Regions from separate parts of the Sus scrofa genome. Here region 2 is linked to region 1. The links are chromatin contacts, called in public Hi-C maps. All regions are on one chromosome and are shown on one strand. The core of a region is the stretch at or near the end of the contact, and the rest is flanking DNA. Distances in the headings are between cores, read along the strand shown. Region 1 holds the start of FLNB (filamin-B). Region 2 holds the start of DNASE1L3 (deoxyribonuclease gamma).

What was found. Hi-C and Micro-C count contacts between places; a contact is called where the count stands out from the background.
Region 2: a Hi-C map of skeletal muscle shows a contact between it and region 1, with 2.9 times the contacts expected there. The contact joins the promoter of DNASE1L3 here to the promoter of FLNB in region 1. A contact is called at or near these places in 2 of 5 promoter capture datasets (fetal skeletal muscle and liver), 9 of 47 Hi-C or Micro-C datasets (embryonic fibroblasts, epiblast stem cells, fetal skeletal muscle and 5 more) and 1 of 2 datasets of contacts at active chromatin or transcription factors (skeletal muscle).

The regions. Positions count from the first base shown.
Region 1 is chr13:39,786,738-39,791,883 of Sscrofa11.1, reverse strand. FLNB (filamin-B) reads right to left here and starts at 2,625. Exons shown (of 46, transcript XR_002337597.1): 1 at 1,695-2,625.
Region 2 is chr13:39,973,864-39,979,242 of Sscrofa11.1, reverse strand. DNASE1L3 (deoxyribonuclease gamma) reads left to right here and starts at 3,129. Exons shown (of 8, transcript XM_021069068.1): 1 at 3,129-3,671. The coding sequence starts at 3,531.

The DNA.
Region 1 (5,146 bases), core at 1,376-3,875:
GGATTTTCTGGTGCTGTGGTCTGATGTTTGTTTTGGTTTTTAAGATTTCTTGCCATGCATGTTTGGATACTCCTGGTTTACTTTAAGTTTCTTTGTTCAGTTAATTAAATAAATACACATTTTTCAGGCAAAGAACAAGGGATCCAAGTTGAGCCCTGTAGCCCTGGAGATTCCTCAGTGGGAAAGCTGGTTTCTGAAAAGGAAAGAATTCCAGGAGAAATCTGAGGTTCCCCCTTCCCTCATTACAGAAGATGGGCCCCCAAAAGAAGAGAGCATGCCACACAGCTTCCTTGTGCAGGGAAGCCACCCTCCAGAGGGAGGCTGACGGGGCGGTGGCTGCTGCCTGGGCCCAGGAAGCAGCCCCACCTGCCAGGACAGGTGTGGGGGAGGGTGGGGAGAGGATGAGGAGACTCAGCCCAGAGGGAACCCCTTTTAGGCTGGAAAGTCCCAGCAGTCACACCCAATGCCCCTCCTTCCTGTCAGGGGGTTAATAGAAGGCCTGGCCTCCTCAAGAAGGGACCCTAGACCCAGGCCTGGGCCAGCTGCTCAATGGCAAGAGGCTCACCTGGCAGAACATGCATACAATGTATGTGCACACCACGCTGTGCACAGACTGCACATATACTCACAAACGCACACTACACACCCCTGACTCCTACCCTTACAACCCACACCCTCAGCAGCCTTATGACCCTGCGGGAAGCCCTCCACTAGCCCTGGTCCTAGCGGGGACCTCACCCTCATCACTCCTCCCCAGCCTTGGGGGGAGAGGAACCCAACGCCAACTCCCTCCCTCCTCTCAGGAAGACCCTGGTGTGGGGAGGGCGGGGAGAGGAAGGCCAAGTCTCCTTTAATTGTCACCCGCTTCCTTCAATTCTCGGCTAGACCCTCTCTACTTCCATAGCCCTGGGCAAGCCCGTTAACCCTCTGGACCCTCTTGTCTTACACGCCCCAACTCACGGGGTGTGTAAGGACCGAGTTAACAGGAGGCTGTTGGCACACAGCGCGCACTAGCTCCCTACAAGCGGCCGCTACCGCCGCCGACTCTCAATAGTATCTTCAGAGGCGAGAGCTGGCTCAGCTCGCAGCGCGGGGCCAGAGCGAGCGCGAATGCCACACCCCCGGGCTCCCCTTCCGGAGACGGCGAGGGAGGGTCCCAGGCCCCCGTCTCCACCTAGGCGGCAGGGCCCCAGTTTCGGAGCACACTCCCTCCCCAAGGCCTCCGCACCTGGCCTCCGAGCCAACGCCCATCAGGCGACCGCCCAGCGCATCGGCCTGGGCGCAGCTGGGCGAGCGCTCCAGGGAGCGTCTGACTAGGGCCCCACCCCCGGGGACTGCCGACCAGAGGTTTCCAGTCCCCCAGCTTCCGCAGGGGCACCCCAAGTGCCACAGCCCGCACTCCCCCCAAGCGGCCCCAACATGAACCCTCAACCCATCGCCCGCCAAAGGCGCACGGCCCCGGCGCAAGGCAAGGAACTATCACTGTAAGACAGCACCCCAGGGAACGGCATGCAGGAGGGTGCCTAGGTCCCCTTTGTCCTCACCCCCACCCACCCCGGCCTCTGTGCCCACATCCAGCCGGTGGCTGCTGGACGCGGCGGAGGCGCGCGACAGGGAGCCTCAGTCTCCTCAGGGGCGCACGCGCGGGGGCGCGAGAAGTACACGCCGGCGCACGGCTCGGCCAGGGCACTCACCGATGGACACGAGCTTGATGTTCTCACGGTCCAGGAACTCGAGCGCCACGGACACGTTCTCAAGCTGCATCTGGCGGAAGGTGGGCCGCTGGTGGTACTTGCGGTACATGTGCTTCTGGCTAAGCACCTCCAGCAGCGCGATGAGCCGAAGCCCGTCGCTCAAGTCGGTCTGCAGGTTTCCGATGCGTTTGTTCACGCACTTGAGGTGCTCGTTGCACCAACGCGTGAACGTGTTCTGCTGGATCTTCTTCCAAGGCGCGTCCTCCGCCAGATCCTTCTCGGTTACCGGCATCTTGGCGGCGGGGAGAGCGCTATGAGCAGTGAGCTGCCGGGGACTGGCGTCGGGAGGCCCAAGGGCCGGGGGAGCGAAAACCAAAGCGGAGCGGGAGCGGGGCTCGAACTCGCTGCTACCAAAGCCGCGGCCGGGACTGCTCTGCGCCCGCCTGCCCCTGGCCGCGCGAGGCGCCTGGCCCCGCGCCTGCGCACTGAGACGACCCGCCCCTGAAGCTCCGCCCCGTCCCGACCCTCTGGCGGGAGTTCCCGGGTCACGCTTGCCCCCTGCAGCTCCAAATGAGCACTGCGCCCTGCGAGCTGCAAGGCGTCCGGGACCGGCGCTCGGTGTTCATTGCCTCTGCAGAAGAAAGCTAGGCAGGAGATGTCCGGCTACTCAAGAGGAAGGTCACCAGGTCCCATAGTGAGGGCACTTGCAGAAGTAGGGATCTGGGCTGGACGGAATGGACAGGGACGACGGCGTAGATCACAGGGAATGGAGTTGGTGCAGAAGGTACTTTTTCCATCTAGGTTCAATAAGATTCCATAAGGATTTTTATTGAGTTCCTGCTGTGCCAGGCACTATGTTAGGTCCTGGAGGACATCGTGAAAGTAATGGACATTTTACTTTTCATATTAATTAAACTCGTATGAATTGTCAGTCACAGTATTTATTGAGTGCCTACTGCGTGCTAACCTTCCTAGAGCTTGCCAACCAATGATAAGACAAACTTATAACTTAACCTAGACTTCATAGACTAATATATGAGAAAAATATAAAACCATCACAAAAAGCTTAATGGCAGTGATACAAATGAATGATAATTTACTGTGTGTATTAGTTTCCTAATGCTCCTGTAACAAATTACCAAAGCTCTGTTTTTAAAAAACAAAAACACACATTGTTATCTTGCTTTTTTTTAGTTTAGAGTCCCTCACTTGTCTCACTGAGCTAAAATCCAGGTATTGGCAGGATGCATTTCTTTCTGGAGGCTCAAGGGAAGAATCCATTCCCTTGCCCTTTCCAACTTCTGGAAGCTTCCTGAATTTCTTGGCTATGTCCTCTTCCTCCATCTTCAAAACCAGCCACATCAGGCTGAGTTTTTCTACACTGTTATCTCTCCCATTCTCCATAGTCACATCTTCCTCTAATTATCTTAAGGATCCATCTGGGAAGAGGCATTGGGCAGAATGAATGTCAAGGGCTTCCAGCTGTGGAAGAAGCCAGCAGATCTGTGGTTGGGATGCTCTATAACAGGTCATTTGTAAACAAGGTAAAGTGCTTTCTTCTGACAGATTGCCTCACTCACTGGAAATGCTCAAAACAGCCTTGAGGGAGAGAAGGTATTATTACCTGGCCCTGACCCTAGCCCATTGTTGAGATCAATAATTTTTTGAAGGCTCATTCCCCTCTTGAGTGATTAAGTGAAGAGATTTGCTGGAGGTCAGTTGGTAAGGACTGGATAAAGCTGAACTTGAACCTAGGTCTAACTCCAAAGTATGTACTACACCTAAAAGCCCCCATGCTCTTCCCAGCTTGGGCCTTGCCTTTGTGAGTAGCAGATTCACCAGTAGGCAGTGTTGGTAATGTTACCTACCCCGTGCCCAAGGGTTCTTGTTCCTCATGCTTTCTTCCACCCAAAGGCACTCATCAAAATGTATCAGCCAGGGCCTCATTCCCAAAGGGACATCCTCTCTGCTATTAGGTGAGACTGGGACTAATGCGATCACTTCAGCTCACTCAGCAGCTGATAATGCACCAAAGTTCTTTTTTTGGGGGGGGGGGCACACCCGCAGCATATGGAGGTTCCCAGGCTAGGGGTCTAATTGGAGCTGTAGCCGCCAGCCTATGCCAGAGCCACAGCACCTCCGCTCCGAGCCACGTCTGCGACCTACACCACAACTTACAGTAATGCCGGATCCTTAACCCACTGAGCAAGGCCAGGGATCAAACCCAAATCCTCATGGATGCTAGTGGGATTTGTTAACTGCTGAGCCATGATGGGAACTCCTAAAGTTCTCCTTTCTTATGAGATATTTCTGTTTTCACCAGACCTTGACACGAATAACTAAATTTAAGTTCTGCATGTAAATTAATATCCAGTCCACTTCACTCTGAGTGAGACATCCTTGTCTTAGGATGTGTCTGGTGAAACTCTCCATCCAATTAGAAGACACTTAAGAGTTCACTAGAAAGCAGTTTATGCGGAGTGACCAGGACTCAGCAACCATGATGGAGCATGATGGAGGAGGGTAGCCTTAGTGACAAGGTCTTTAAGTGGCCCTTTATCAATATTTGATAAAAGATGAGGGCCAAACACCTCAAGGCATGCATTTTTGCAGGGAGCATTTTAACTGCATTCTACAGGTTTGCCTGACAAAGACAATAAATACCAAATCTTCACAATAGCCAAGACATGGAAGCAACCTAAATGTCAATTGACAGATGAATGGATTAAGAAGATGTGGTATGTATACACAATGGAATACTACTCAGCCATAAAAAGAACAAAATAATGCCATTTGCAGCAACATGGATGGAGCTAGAGACTCTCATACGAAGTGAAGTCAGAAAAAGAAAGACAAATACCATATGATATCATTTATATCTGGAATTTAATATAGGGCACAAATGAACCTTTCCACAGAAAAGAAATTCATGGACTTAGAGATCAGACTTGTGGTTGCCAAGGGGGAGGAGGAGGGAGTGGGATGGACTGGAAGTTTAGGGTTAATAGATGCAAACTATTGCATTTGGAGTGGATAAGCAATGAGATCCTGCTGTATAGCACAGAGAACTATATCTAATCACTTGTGATGGAACAGGATGGAGGATAATGTGAGAAAAAAGAATATATATATATAAATACAAAATCTTGGAGGTCCCTCGTGGCTCAGTGGGTTGAGGATCCGGTATTATCACTGCTGTGGCACAGGTTTGATCCCTGGTCTGGAACTTCCACATGCCATGGGCATGGCCAAAAAAAGAGCGGGGGTGGGGGGTTGGTAAGGAAAAGGAAACAGGTGAAACTAATTATAAATTTTAACCAAAGTTAGACTGACCAACTATCCTGGTTTGCCCAAGATTAAAGAATTTCCTAATATGCAGGCCTTTCATTGCTAAAAGTAGGAAAGCCTCTGGCAAACCAGAACAAGTTGATTAGCCTCCCTAATATATTCAA
Region 2 (5,379 bases), core at 1,880-4,379, 190 kb before region 1:
CAGCGCCTCCACATTATCAGGGACTCATGGGGCTGGGTGGGAGCCACATGTGGCTAAGTTGGCACAGAAGGACATGTTGGCATGGACACTGTTTAATCTGCTTAAAAGAATAAAAAGCTTTTGGCACCTTATCTTTCTTTTTAACTACTAAACGAGTACACGTTTCTGTAAAAAAAAAAAAAAAAAAATCAAACAATATCCAAGTGTGTACAGTAACAAGTGGAAATTCTCTTTTATCGCCTTACCACCTCTGATTTGCAGGTTTCCTAGTGAGGTTTGCATGTGCCTGGTTTGGTTGAGGAGAAGGCTGGTCTGGAGTCAGAGTGACTGGGACTGAATCCTAGCACTGCCACAGGCTACCTGGGTATCCTTGAGCATGAGTCTCATATGCTCATCTGAAAAATGGGGGAACCATAGTAAGGATCTGGGGCCAAGGTGCTGAGTGAAATAAAACAGCAAGCACTCAGGGGAGCCCCTGCACTTAGCTGTATTCAGTTAGGTTTGACTCTAAGGATTTTACTTCCAGAATCCAAGTACATTTTTTTTTAAGTCCATGTCCATGCAATGAATGTGCTAATTACAGAATGGGGTCAATCTCTTCCATCTGTTCATGTTATTTTTGTTGAAGTCCTCAAGGGCAGTTTCCATGTACAGAAATCACTATTCAGAGGTTCCTTTATTTTTCAAATTAATATTCAAATTATCAAAGTAACACAGTCAAAAAAGTAATTGACACTCTCATCTTAAATGTTAGGTTTGGTTTTGGGGTTTTTTTTAGGTTAGGGTTTTTTTTCTTCCTTCTCTCTCTCTCTCTCTCTCTCTTTCTTTCTTCAGCTGCACCTGCAGTATATGAAGTTCCTTGACTAGGGGTCGAATCAGAGCTGCAGCTGTGGGCCTACACCACAGCCACAAAGGATCCAAGGTGCATCTGCAACCTACACCACAGCTTGCAGCAACACTGGATCCTTGACCCAGTGAGGGAGGCCAGGGATCAAACCTGTATCCTCAAAGACACTATGTCAAGTATTTAACCTACTGAGTTACAACAGGAACTCCAGGTTAGGTTATTTTTGATGCTGGGAATTAAAACCTTTCCCAGGACCCTGGTAATTGCCTTAGAAAATGTCATGCTTTTAAGTTCAACTTATATAAAAGTTTTTAATATTTTTGTAAATCTGGCTAGGATTTCCAGATAAAATACTTCCAGATAAGATACCCAACTAAATTTGAATTATCTAAAACTCAGGATTTCCCTGATGGCCTAGTGGTTAGGGATCTCACATGGTTGCTGCTGTGGCTCAGGTTCAAACTCTGGCCCAGGAACTTCTGCATGCTGTGGGAGTAGCCAAAAAAATTCAAATTTACCTAATGCTTTGTATTTTTATTTGCTAACTCTGGCAACCCTACATCCAGCCAACTTAAATAATTACCTTTAAGGGATTAGGACCAATTTACAAACATTTTAAACTTTTTTTTTTGGCCATGCCCATGGCATGCAAAACTTCCTGGGCCAGGGATCAAACACACGAAACAGCAGCAATTCAACCCACAGTAGTGACAAAATGGGATCCTTAACCTATGAGGCCACCAGGAACTCCTTAAACTTAAACTTCTTTATTATTATTATTATTATTATTTTTGTCTTTTTGCCTTTTCTAGGGCTGTGCCCACAGCATATGGAGGTTCCCAGGCTAGGGGTCTAATTGGAGCTGTAGCAGCCGGCCTATACCACAGCAACAGCAACACCAGATCTGAGTCATGTCTGTGGCCTACACCACAGCTCACGGCAATGCCGGATCCTTAACCCACTGAGCAAGGCCAGGGATCAAACCCGCAACCTCATGGTTCCTAGTCGGATTCCTTAACCACTGAGCCATGACAGGAACTCCTCCTTAAACTTCTTTTATATATTTATCATACCTGTTTCCTTGTAAAGTTCTTCAGTTGTCTGAACTAAGAAAAAAAAAATCACCCTTTTTAATACTAAATAGTCCTAAGTAAATTAAACTTATAAAACACTGTTTACCCAAAAGTATTATAAATGTTCTACAACTATACAGAAATTTAGCAAGGTTTCAACTTATGACAAATCTAAATGGATTTCCTCAATTGCACGTCTCTGAGTTACAAGATTACAAATTTAAAAGGCCCAAATCTCTCCTATGCTACAAGGTCATAAAATATCACATTGCACAAATTCCTTCTTAAAAGACACAAAAAAAATGTGTGCCACACTTAATTCTAAATCTTCCTCTGGTCAGAAGACACCCACTCACCAGGGAAGACAATCACTACTAGCTTTTCACCACAGATTCAACCAGGCTTAAGGCCCAAGCTATGGACAACAGGGAGATCCATATCTCCATGAGCTTAGGAAGCCTATTTCCTTCCATGTGCTATTTGGGGTTATCTCCTTAGAATGTCTGGGCTTGCTTGGCCAGAGATTTTGGCCAGGATGCTGACTTGGATGTAGGTTGGTGATATTTGCACGCTTTTCCCTGTGTCTATGACCACGTGCCCATCACTTCCAGAGTGGGTGGTCCAGAGATCCCAACACTGACCTCAAGATATTCTCACTGCCTCCCCTCTTCTCAGAAGAACTTTCTCTGCCAAAGAACTTGCACTTTGCCAAAGTGCAAATCCTACTTAGGTTTATAACTTGATTGGATTTTGCATTTCTTTTGCTTTTCAGATCTTTCTATCTTCCTGACCACATCTCGAAAAGCCATTTTACTTGGACTGAAACCCTACAATTCTTACAAAACCTTCCTTTCTCAGGGCCACATATGTCTTGCAAACATTGAATAATATCAAGTTGAATCATGGATCCCTCCAGGAGCTTAACTGCTCTTTGTCCTTTAAGTCCAAGGGTATTTGACTGACCCATCCCAGCAAACCAGGAATTGCTTTCCCTGGCCATACATGGTGAGTACTTGACATGTTAAAATGTGTGCAGTAAAACTTTCCTAAAAAATTATGTAATTCAAACTAGACTTAACCTCACTTACACCCATCAGGGTTGTTGGTGAGCTGGAATCTGGGTGTGTCCAGGGACAGCTAGCTGCCAAATCCCAGTGATGGTAGAAAACTTGGCAAAATTTCCTGCTGCACCCGTATTTCCCCACTTCCACCCTGCAGCAGAAGACTCCACATCCCACTTGCCCTCTAGGGTGGTCCATTTCCGAGTTCATCAATTTTCAGGAAAAGGTACATGCCATGCGACCGCAGGAGAGCTGACCAGATGTCACAGCTGGTTTCCGGCTGGGTTAAGAGCGACTTTGCAGAGATTGGTGCCTAGATTAAACTGACCGGTTTCCTTGCCACAGTGACAAAAACAAGGGCTCCTAAAAAACTAGCTCATTTCCTTCATTTCCTTGGGGAATGAAACCCATGATCTTCAGTTCCTCAGAGAAGTGAAAGCAGCAACAGGGAATCCAGTAATTCCTGTTATCTGCAGGCTTCACAAGTCAGAGCTCACTCTCCAGATACTGCTGTCCTCTCTCCAAACCCTGAAGCCAGAGGAGCCCAGGATGTCTCAGCTGCTGGTCTCCCTGATGCTTCTCCTCCTCTCCACCCACAGTTCCCTGGCCCTGAGGATCTGCTCCTTCAATGTGAGGTCCTTTGGGGAATCCAAGAAGGCAAACTGTAATGCCATGGATGTCATCGTGAAGGTGAGCGCTGTCTCCTGTCAGAAGGGTCACTAGATACCCCTTACGTACTCTCTACAGCTTTCAGACTTTAAGAGACTCAGGAGGAATTTAACTGGTTAGTTCCTAGGATGAAGGTAGCTGCCCTCTCTCTCCCTACTCCTCTGCCCTCTTCCTCCTTCTCTTCCCCTCCAGCCATCAACCTTTCCCCAACTCCCAATTCTCTCTCAACTTCGATAAGACTTTCCTTGGATAAAATGGCCACTGTCTTGTGACTCTGCTCACATCCCTCTGGAGTCACCTGACTCTCTTTATCCTACAGGTTAATTTATTTTTCATGCTGGGGCTGAAATCTTTGCCAGGACTCTGAGTATTATGACCTTAGAAACCCCAGAGGCACCATGTTCTGGTAGGAACACCTGGAGCCCTGGGTTCAGGTTCCATCTGGCAGCCAGGTGAGCCAGCTCTGACGTCCCTTCACTCCCAGCATCCAGGGCCTTTCAATAAGATGAACCTTACATAAGCTGGTTCACATCTCAGGGCTACTGGAAAATACAATGAGTTGAGGATAAGAGGTAGCACTTATAATGCCTTCACTAAGCCCACGCTGTGTCAAGCTCTATATTAGGTGCTTTATATAAGACAACTCATTTAATTTATATTAAATAAGCTGTGATCACACTTGTCATGTCTTAATATTGGCCATCACCTCCTCACCCACAATTCCTTCCTCATCAACCAGTATTCTTTAAAAAAAATAGTACCTTATTAAAAATAATTAGAGGTATAATTTTAAAATTATAAACTTACAATTTAGAAATTAATTTTATTAAATTAGTCATCATGGACTATTTTGAAAATATAGCAACTTATAAAGAAGTATCCTATCACTTAAAGACAACAGTTGTTTGGCATTTGGGTAACTATGCAAAAATAGATTCATAAATCTGTACCTATTTTGCAGCATGGAGACACCCTATACCATCAGTTTTGTATTTTGCCTTTATATGAGAAGTATTTCACATGTTGTTAATATTCTTTTAAAACACAACTTTTTTTTTTCTTTTTTGGCTGCCCCTTGGCATATGAAATTCCTTGGTCAGGGATCAGATCTGAGCCACAGTTAATGACCTAAGCTGCAGCTGTGGCAACAATGATCCTTAACATACTACGCAGGGCTGAGGATCGAATCTGCATGCCAGTGCCCTCAAGACACCACCAATCCTGCTGCACCACAGTGGGAACTCCTAAAACACAACTTTTAATCTTGTATAAAGCCTTATGCTATGTTTGCAACATGTTTCATTTAATGCTTTCCTCTTTGGGGATGCTTAGGTTGTTTCCAATTTTTTGTTGCAATGCATCTTCCTCTTTGATCTGTACAAGTAATAATAATAATAACAATAATATTTATTATGTGCCTCCTTTATGGCTAGCACTGCTCTCAGTACCCATTTGTCCACCAGCAACCCTGTGAGGGACTGTCATTATGCCACTTTATAGATGAGGAAACCAAGGTGCCAAGAAGCAATAGATACCTTTTTACAGTGGAAGACATTCCTCAGAGTAGGAAAATCAGACAAAAGGATTAATGCATTTTTTAAGGGTTTTGATATATATTCTAAAATGCCTTCCAGATAGGTCTCAATGATTAGTGACTAAATCAGCCAGCTGGCTGGGTGAGCAGCACCCAGCTCTCCCTGGTGAACCGCGCAAGGCTGATGCCATGAAT